Linked DNA regions of Sus scrofa: region 2 is linked to region 1. The links are chromatin contacts, called in public HiChIP or PLAC-seq maps. All regions are on one chromosome and are shown on one strand. The core of a region is the stretch at or near the end of the contact, and the rest is flanking DNA. Distances in the headings are between cores, read along the strand shown.

The links. HiChIP or PLAC-seq counts read pairs in DNA pulled down with a chosen protein or histone mark.
Region 2: an H3K27ac HiChIP or PLAC-seq map of skeletal muscle shows a contact between it and region 1. The contact joins the promoter of RFTN2 here to the promoter of COQ10B in region 1. A contact is called at or near these places in 1 of 47 Hi-C or Micro-C datasets (embryonic fibroblasts) and 2 of 2 datasets of contacts at active chromatin or transcription factors (alveolar macrophages and skeletal muscle).

The regions. Positions count from the first base shown.
Region 1 is chr15:101,336,259-101,339,824 of Sscrofa11.1, forward strand. COQ10B (coenzyme Q-binding protein COQ10 homolog B, mitochondrial) reads left to right here and starts at 1,754. Exons shown (of 5, transcript XM_001928774.5): 1 at 1,754-2,052. The coding sequence starts at 1,931. SF3B1 (splicing factor 3B subunit 1) reads right to left here and starts at 1,760. Exons shown (of 26, transcript XM_001928794.4): 1 at 1,459-1,760.
Region 2 is chr15:101,498,987-101,502,552 of Sscrofa11.1, forward strand. It overlaps RFTN2 (raftlin-2), which reads right to left and starts at 1,940. Exons shown (of 9, transcript XM_021075725.1): 1 at 1,178-1,940. The coding sequence starts at 1,316.

The sequences.
Region 1 (3,566 bases), core at 504-3,003:
TCACTGCATGTCTTTTTATATATAGTTTGTTCAAAACAAAACCCAAATAATGCCTCTTAAATCTTGGAAAGTTCAGCAGTCTCCTCACCCCCAGTTCTCCTTTACTTGACATTTGTTGATGAAATTAGGTCATTTGTCCCACAGAATTTTCCATATTCTGTATTTGGCAGGTTGTATCCTCTTGGTACCATTTAATATGTTCTATTCCTTGTTTAAACTGGTGTAACATAAAAGCTTGACCAGATTCAGATTCAATTATTTTGTCAAGAATACTTAATAGGTGGTGTTGTATCAAATATATTTTTGGCAGCATAACTGGTTTGGACTCTAACATACTGCTTCCCACAGGTCTCTGCTGAGTTTCAATTTACTACCAATCTTCTCCTATTGTAGAGACAGATTTTTAGCCCCCATTTGTGGAAGCACTGTCATCTACTAAAACTCAACCAGAGTTTATTATCACCTTTAAGTTTATATTATTCTTTCCTTTGCTGAGAAGTCAAATGAGTACTCTACACTGTCATCTATTACAAAAATTCCTTTATTTGCCTTATAAGTTTTAATTGGTAAACTATTCAATTGGGTGACTCAATTCAATAGATATTTTCTTGTGTCTGGGAAGAGTTCAGTGAGAAAATTTTGGATTTAACAAAAGAAGGCCTTGGCGTTCCCGTTGTGGCTCTGCGGTAATGAATCCGACTAGTATCCATGAAGATATGAGTTTGATTCTGGCCCTGCTCAGTGGGTTGCTGTAGCTGTGGCGGAGGCCAACAGCTGCAGCTCTGATTCAACCTCGAGCCTGGAAATTTCCATATTCCTAAAAAGTCCAAAAAAAAAAAAGCCTTATATTAAGTACACAAGTACATCATGTCTTGCACTGAAAATGTTAACAGGCCTTCTAGTTAACAATACCAGTAGTTTGCAATAGGAGTCAGTAGGATGTCCTAGTGCAATGCCTGTATTTTGTAGACAACTGGTAACCACTGGGGTATTGAGTGGGGGAGTAATACGGTTAAGATGTGTTTTAATGTAAATCAACTATACTTCAATAAAACTTTTTAAAACGTGTTTTAAAGCAATATGTTTGAGGCAATATTTAAAGTTCAAGACAAGAAGAGCAGGGACTGGGTATTCGAAAGTAATCTGATATTGGATTATTTCGATGCAGCTCAGAACCACCTCAATGGACAAGAACCTCCTGTGTTGTACTGGAAAATGCTTAATATGCTTTCTAGCAACGGATTTCAACTGCACAAAGCATTATCACATACGAACACCAATTAAAATGTTGCCTACACAGGCAGAAAGCAAACGCCCCCGAGTCTCTTTCCTAACGACATGGCCTTACACTGCCCTCACACCAACCTCACTGGGTAAGCACGGCAGGTACTGTATTAGACAATCATTAACAACAAGACTGACGGCCAGCAGGGATGGCAGGTCCGACCCAGCACTCACCGGTTTGGATAGTTACATAACTAACACCTAGAATTTCGGGCTTCCTCCCGCCCCCGGGCTGCGCTCATGTGGCGAGCCTCACGACCGGAAACAGCACCCAAGAGAACCGCGGCGGTTGACGAATCCGGGGAAGAGTTCCAGCGCGGGAAGGGGGGTGAGCGGTCACCGTGGACCTTACGTAAGGCGCCCAAGCGCGCGGCAGGAACTAGAGAGTGGCCGGCGGAAAGAGGTGGGTACCGATGGCCCTACGCCCCCTCTGATTGGCAGGAAGGATGACGAGCGCGTTTACAGGACGCCCTGCGGCAGTGGGAATGTGCGTCAGCTCTGCGCAATCTGGGAGGGAGAAGGGGCGTGTCTGGCGGCTCAGGGGGCCCGCCGATTGGCTGGAAGGCGCCGGCGCCGGGAAGGTCGGGCCCCGGGAAGGAGGGCGGTGCCGTCTGCCTGGTCCCAGAGGCGCACCGGCTTCGGTAAGATGTTTGTGGCAGCTCGGACAGGCCAGAGAACCTTGAGAAAGGTGGTCTCGGGATGCCGTCCAAAATCGGCGACAGCGACCGGAGTCCCGGCTCCTGCGCAGGGGCCTCCGCGGAACATCAGGTAATGAACAATGGGTTCGCCGCATTGGGGGTAGTTTTCCGCCCAGCCTTGCCGAGCAAAGGGACCGGGGTCATTTGGGGTGAAATAGGCGAGCCCGATGAGTTTCCCGGTCTCTGGAGAGAAAGGGTAGGTCTGCTGCCTTTGGGGCCGCGCGCATTCCCCGCCCGCCCCCCCGCGTTGGGCTGAGGCTCGCTGGCCTGTTCCGGATGCCCCGTCTGTTTGTAGTTCGTTGCCCTCGCGAGAGGCGGTGAATCATCCGCCTAGCGACTTTAGAAGCAGCTGATAAAGCAGCTCCGCGGAGGTGCCTTTGGGCTCTTCCGGGCCTACTTATGCTGCTCTCGGAAAGTTAACTGCAGCGCCAGAGTTGCGAGTTGATGGGTTTGTGGGAGTTTGTTGCCTGGCGGTGAGCGTGCCCAATGGCCAGACTTGCTTTCTCAGTTTCTTGTTAACAGTTTTTGCCCCCGGCCTTTGGTGCTTGCTAAACTCAATTGAAGCCGAAATAGGGGACTTGTGGATTTTGTTTTCCGTGCTGTTGGAGCTTAGCGATCCTGTAACACCTTGAGCCAGAATCTGCCTTCACTTTTCCTGGTTGTTGGGTTTTTTTTGTTAGGTGATGGAGGTGGAGACATGAAGGATTCCATACTTAGACCGCGTAGTTTCCATTTATTAATGACATTTTAATACATTATGCTCGAAAATTAAAATTAACGTTTAACATGAATTCCAGTTGTAAACTGTACAGGGTGGAGAGAGAAGGCACAAATTTGGATTCGCTCCAGAACTTTTAGATTCAATAAATTTTTTAAATACCAACAAGCCAAATTAGTAGCTTATTTTATTTCTACTGTTCTGCTTCATTTAGCAGAGTAACTATTACTAATTTTTATTGGTATACTACCACTTTAAAGCAAAGTGTATGAGTTTACTCAGAAAATGTTGTTAGTATTATTACTACCTTTAAAATTCACTGAACATATTTTTAAGGATTTTCAGGAACACATGACACCCTTAGTCTAAGAGATGAATCTACGGGATAAGTTCATTCATACAGTTCATGTATTTGATCCTTTTCCACAGTCATGCAGCATTTAGTTAACCATTTTCATTGACTTATCTTACATTACCTTTGGAAATAAACCCATCTAATTTTTATAAACAGCTTTAATTTTTCAAAAGCTTTTTCTTGTATTTTTGAAGCCATATTCTCAGGTATCCCCCTCATCTGCTGGCTGAGTGTTCTTCAACCATTCTTACCATTCTTTTTTTTTTTTTTTTTTTTTTTTTTTGGTCTCACCCACAGCATATGGAAACTCCCAGGCCAGGAGTCAAATCCCAGCCAAAGCTGTGGCAACACTGGGTCCTTAACCCACGATGTGACAGTGGGAACTCGTTCTCAGCCATTCTTTAATCTGATTTTCTCTTCCCAGTCAAACTGAAGAGTGTCAGTGTTCTTTAAGAAATGTTACTTATATGTAAATCAGGTTTTATATAACTTGAACTTTCACCAGGCCACT
Region 2 (3,566 bases), core at 690-3,189, 160 kb after region 1:
CATAATTAAAAAGAAAATTAGGAATATTTATATTTTTCCCATTTGTAGACTTAGCCTTAGAAAAAAATGGAAATGTGAATGTTTTAAAAGTATATGTACAGACTGTGTATGTCTCTGGAAGGAAGTTTCCTTGCTGGCTAGCTCAGTTTTTGACAAAGAAAAATGGGCTGCTCTTGCACAAAGATGCACTGTTCATAGAGCAACCAAAAAATAGAGAATTTGTGTTTAAGTTGAAAAGAAATTAACATAATATCCAGTATGATAATTTACTTAGTATAAGCCTTCTATTAACTGATAAAATTTGTGGCTTATTAGAATTAAAAGTATAACTTCGTAATAAGAGCTTAAGATACTGACATCTGGAAATTCTAACAGCAAGCAAGACACTCGAAATTTCATTCTTAGTATCCTGTAATTAAAGACATAGTTCTGCTCTTTTAAAAAAATGCAGTTTTATCATTGTGGTTGTACAGAACTCTGAAGTTTCCCAAAGAAGTGAGGCAAAGTATTTGTGAAGTAGAGCTGCCTCTGTTCCTTGCACAGGGCTGCCATCTGGGCTTGTTTATTTGTGTTTCCAACTTTCTGGAACAGGGAGTTTCTCTGTTAGGCACCAAGCAAAGGAAGTGTCTTACAGAAGACTATTTTTTCCCCCCTTTTTTCTTTTTTACTGTATTTTCAAACTTCAAGTTTAGTTTGGTCAAAAATATCAAGTGACTAGCACAATCAGAACATTTAACCATAGCTGGAAACCTCGGAATTGTCTTAGCAAACACTCGTCTACATGATGCAAGTAATATTTCTTGTATGCTACCTTCTTGTGCCTTGCAGATCTTTTTTCAAAACACAGACTGTCATTAAGGGTATAGCTGTTTGGCTTGGAAATCAAATCTTTTTCATATATCCTTCTACAAATAAGCACTTGATTTAAAAATGAAAGACATATTTCCAAGAACTTTTTCTAATTTTATAAAGTACATAAGAACCAAATTTACAAAAAAACAAAGCAAACAAAACAAAAATCTTTCAGAGTGGAAGAAACAAAGCATTACTGTTAGATTGACTGTACAATCTGATTATGAAGGGCAGTTTAAAAATTCACGAACCAATACTTAAAAAAACCAGTAGTCCCTTATCTTTGAAATCTTTCATTAAACAAATAAAAAGAAGCAAAAAGTACCTTGTAAAGTAAAATCCAGCAATACATATTCGTAAGCAAATTCTGCCTTTGTTTCCACTTGCGGTCTCTTCAGGGTAGAAAATATTTTTCCAGGGCTGCTATCATCAGGGTCTTCTAGCTTTCTAAGTCCGCACCCCATGGCAAAATCTGTAAGGAATTAAATTGCAGGATAGGGGAGGGAGAGCAGCAAATTCTGTTGTTTAAGCTGCAAAAAGAAAGTTACAGACTTAACTGCTTTGATTTTTTCAGCTAAATCATAGATATTCAAAAAGAAAACATTTGAGTCCAAAGAAAGGAGCAGAAGACTTCTATCCATTTTTCTGTAAAGTCGTTGAACCCATGATGATTAAGCTACAGCTCCGGGAGGCTGGGCTTGCTCTTAGGAGAAACATGCAAGCTGCTACAACTTAGCGAAGAATTTCCATGCCACGTCAATTTACAGCCAGCCCCCTACCAGAGTTCTGTCGCTCAGGGCACCAACAGTGCTTTGTCTATCCCAGTTGGCTGGATGATAAAGGAGGTGTCCAAAAACGGAAATAAAAAGACAAAAGTGCAAATTAGATGGAATTATCTACAAGTAGAGGATATATTCAGACATAGTGGCATGCAATTCTTTTTCTGTTTTCTCTTTTCCCTTTTTCCTGTGCCCACCCCTCCTTCTTCCTAGTTACTACCAAGCAAGAAGGGAGAGAGAGAGACAGACAGACAGAGAGAGAGACAGAGGGAGACACAGACAGAGAGAGAGAGAGAGAGAGGGGTTGGGGGGGGGGGAGAGAGAGAGAAATAGAGGGAGAGAGAAATGGATTCTCAACATGGTTGGAAACAAAAATCATTTCCAGAAAGGAAGTCAGCTTTATGAGAAAACTGTTTCTGGAGTCTAAAAGGAGACACGTTAAAGTTAAAAAAAACAACAACCCACTTTTAGTTTTTAGATAGCTCTCTTCAGGATTTCTTTCCACATGAAGTTTCGTTTTTGCTGGAAAAATCATATGCTAGTTAAAACTGCCACATATAAAAGTTTGTATGAAATATTATAATAAAAGACTTCATTTAATCACAAAGGAGAGAGAGAGTAATGTGGGGTAATTAGTTTCCCTAAACTTCTTTAAGTTTAAAATACTATTAGAAGGTTTATGATAATAACTAATAAACACTTCCACAAGTCCCAGAGCATCCTTAATTAAAAGAAAACAACAACAAAAGTGACAATTTGATTCATTCAGTCTTAGAAATTGCCATTTACCTGAAGTCAAGAACAATTTATAATTGTAATGGGTATTTACTGCAATGGGTACTTTACTATTTACAGGTCAGGTAGAATGGTGCACTCATCAAAACTGGGAGCCCTGGAATCAGACTTCCTGGATTCAAATCCTGCCTCTAGTGCCAACTAGAGACGTGATATTGGGCAAGTTACTGGACCTCTTCAAGTTTCAGTTTCCTCCCCTATAAAATGGAGCTAATAATAGTACTTACTTCATAAGCGTGTTATGAAGGTCGAATGAGATAATCTTATCTCATATCTTAACAGTACGCCTGGTGAATACCATTAATTTGTTAATGTGCTAACATTATAAAACAGAGTTGAGAGTAGTAATAAAAAGGAAATGGTTCTGCCACCATTCCTGTTATTCACAAAATAAACCTTGATCACATTTCAGATTTTTAAACACAAGCCTGAAGAGATATTTTGGTTATATAGACGAGGTCACATGAGAACTCTCAAAGGGGGGTAGATTATTTAGTCTGTAGATTGATGTGACCGCTTGTCCCTTCCTTCTGCTTACTCGTCTCGAAATAGTTTACTTTTTAGAAATATTTTTAACAGAGGAAAATTTCATAGTCTCAAGGATGAGTGTGGTTGGTGGTAAGGAATTTTTGGGTAAATTTGGCTAAAAAGACAGCAGACGCTAACCTCGTGTGACTCATTTGACTATTCCTAGTGCTTTCATGGCTGTCATTTTTCATGTCCTCTTTTGTAAGATGGGCTGTGAGCTCCTGGATGGCAGTAGTAGAATATCTGAAGTTCACTTGTCCCTGTTGCCGTGCCTGGGAGATTATTTATTAAGTACTCATTATACTTAATAACTGCCTGCTATATTGGAGGCACAATATTAGATGCTGTCTGGGTACACAAGCTGACTAAACATGGCCTCTGCCCTAAAGACACTTAAGGCTTAAGGTGGAAGACATAAACAGATAATTTCAATTTGATTTGGTAGCTGCTAATATGGAAGTAAGCATAGGATATTATAGAAACCCAAGAAGGGGCTTCTAACTCGGTTTGGAGAATGCTGTCTGAGCTGTCTTGAAGAATGAATATGCATAAGAGAGATAAAAAAAAGGTGGGGAGCGTGTGCTAGGAAAAGGGAAAAGCATGAGCAATATC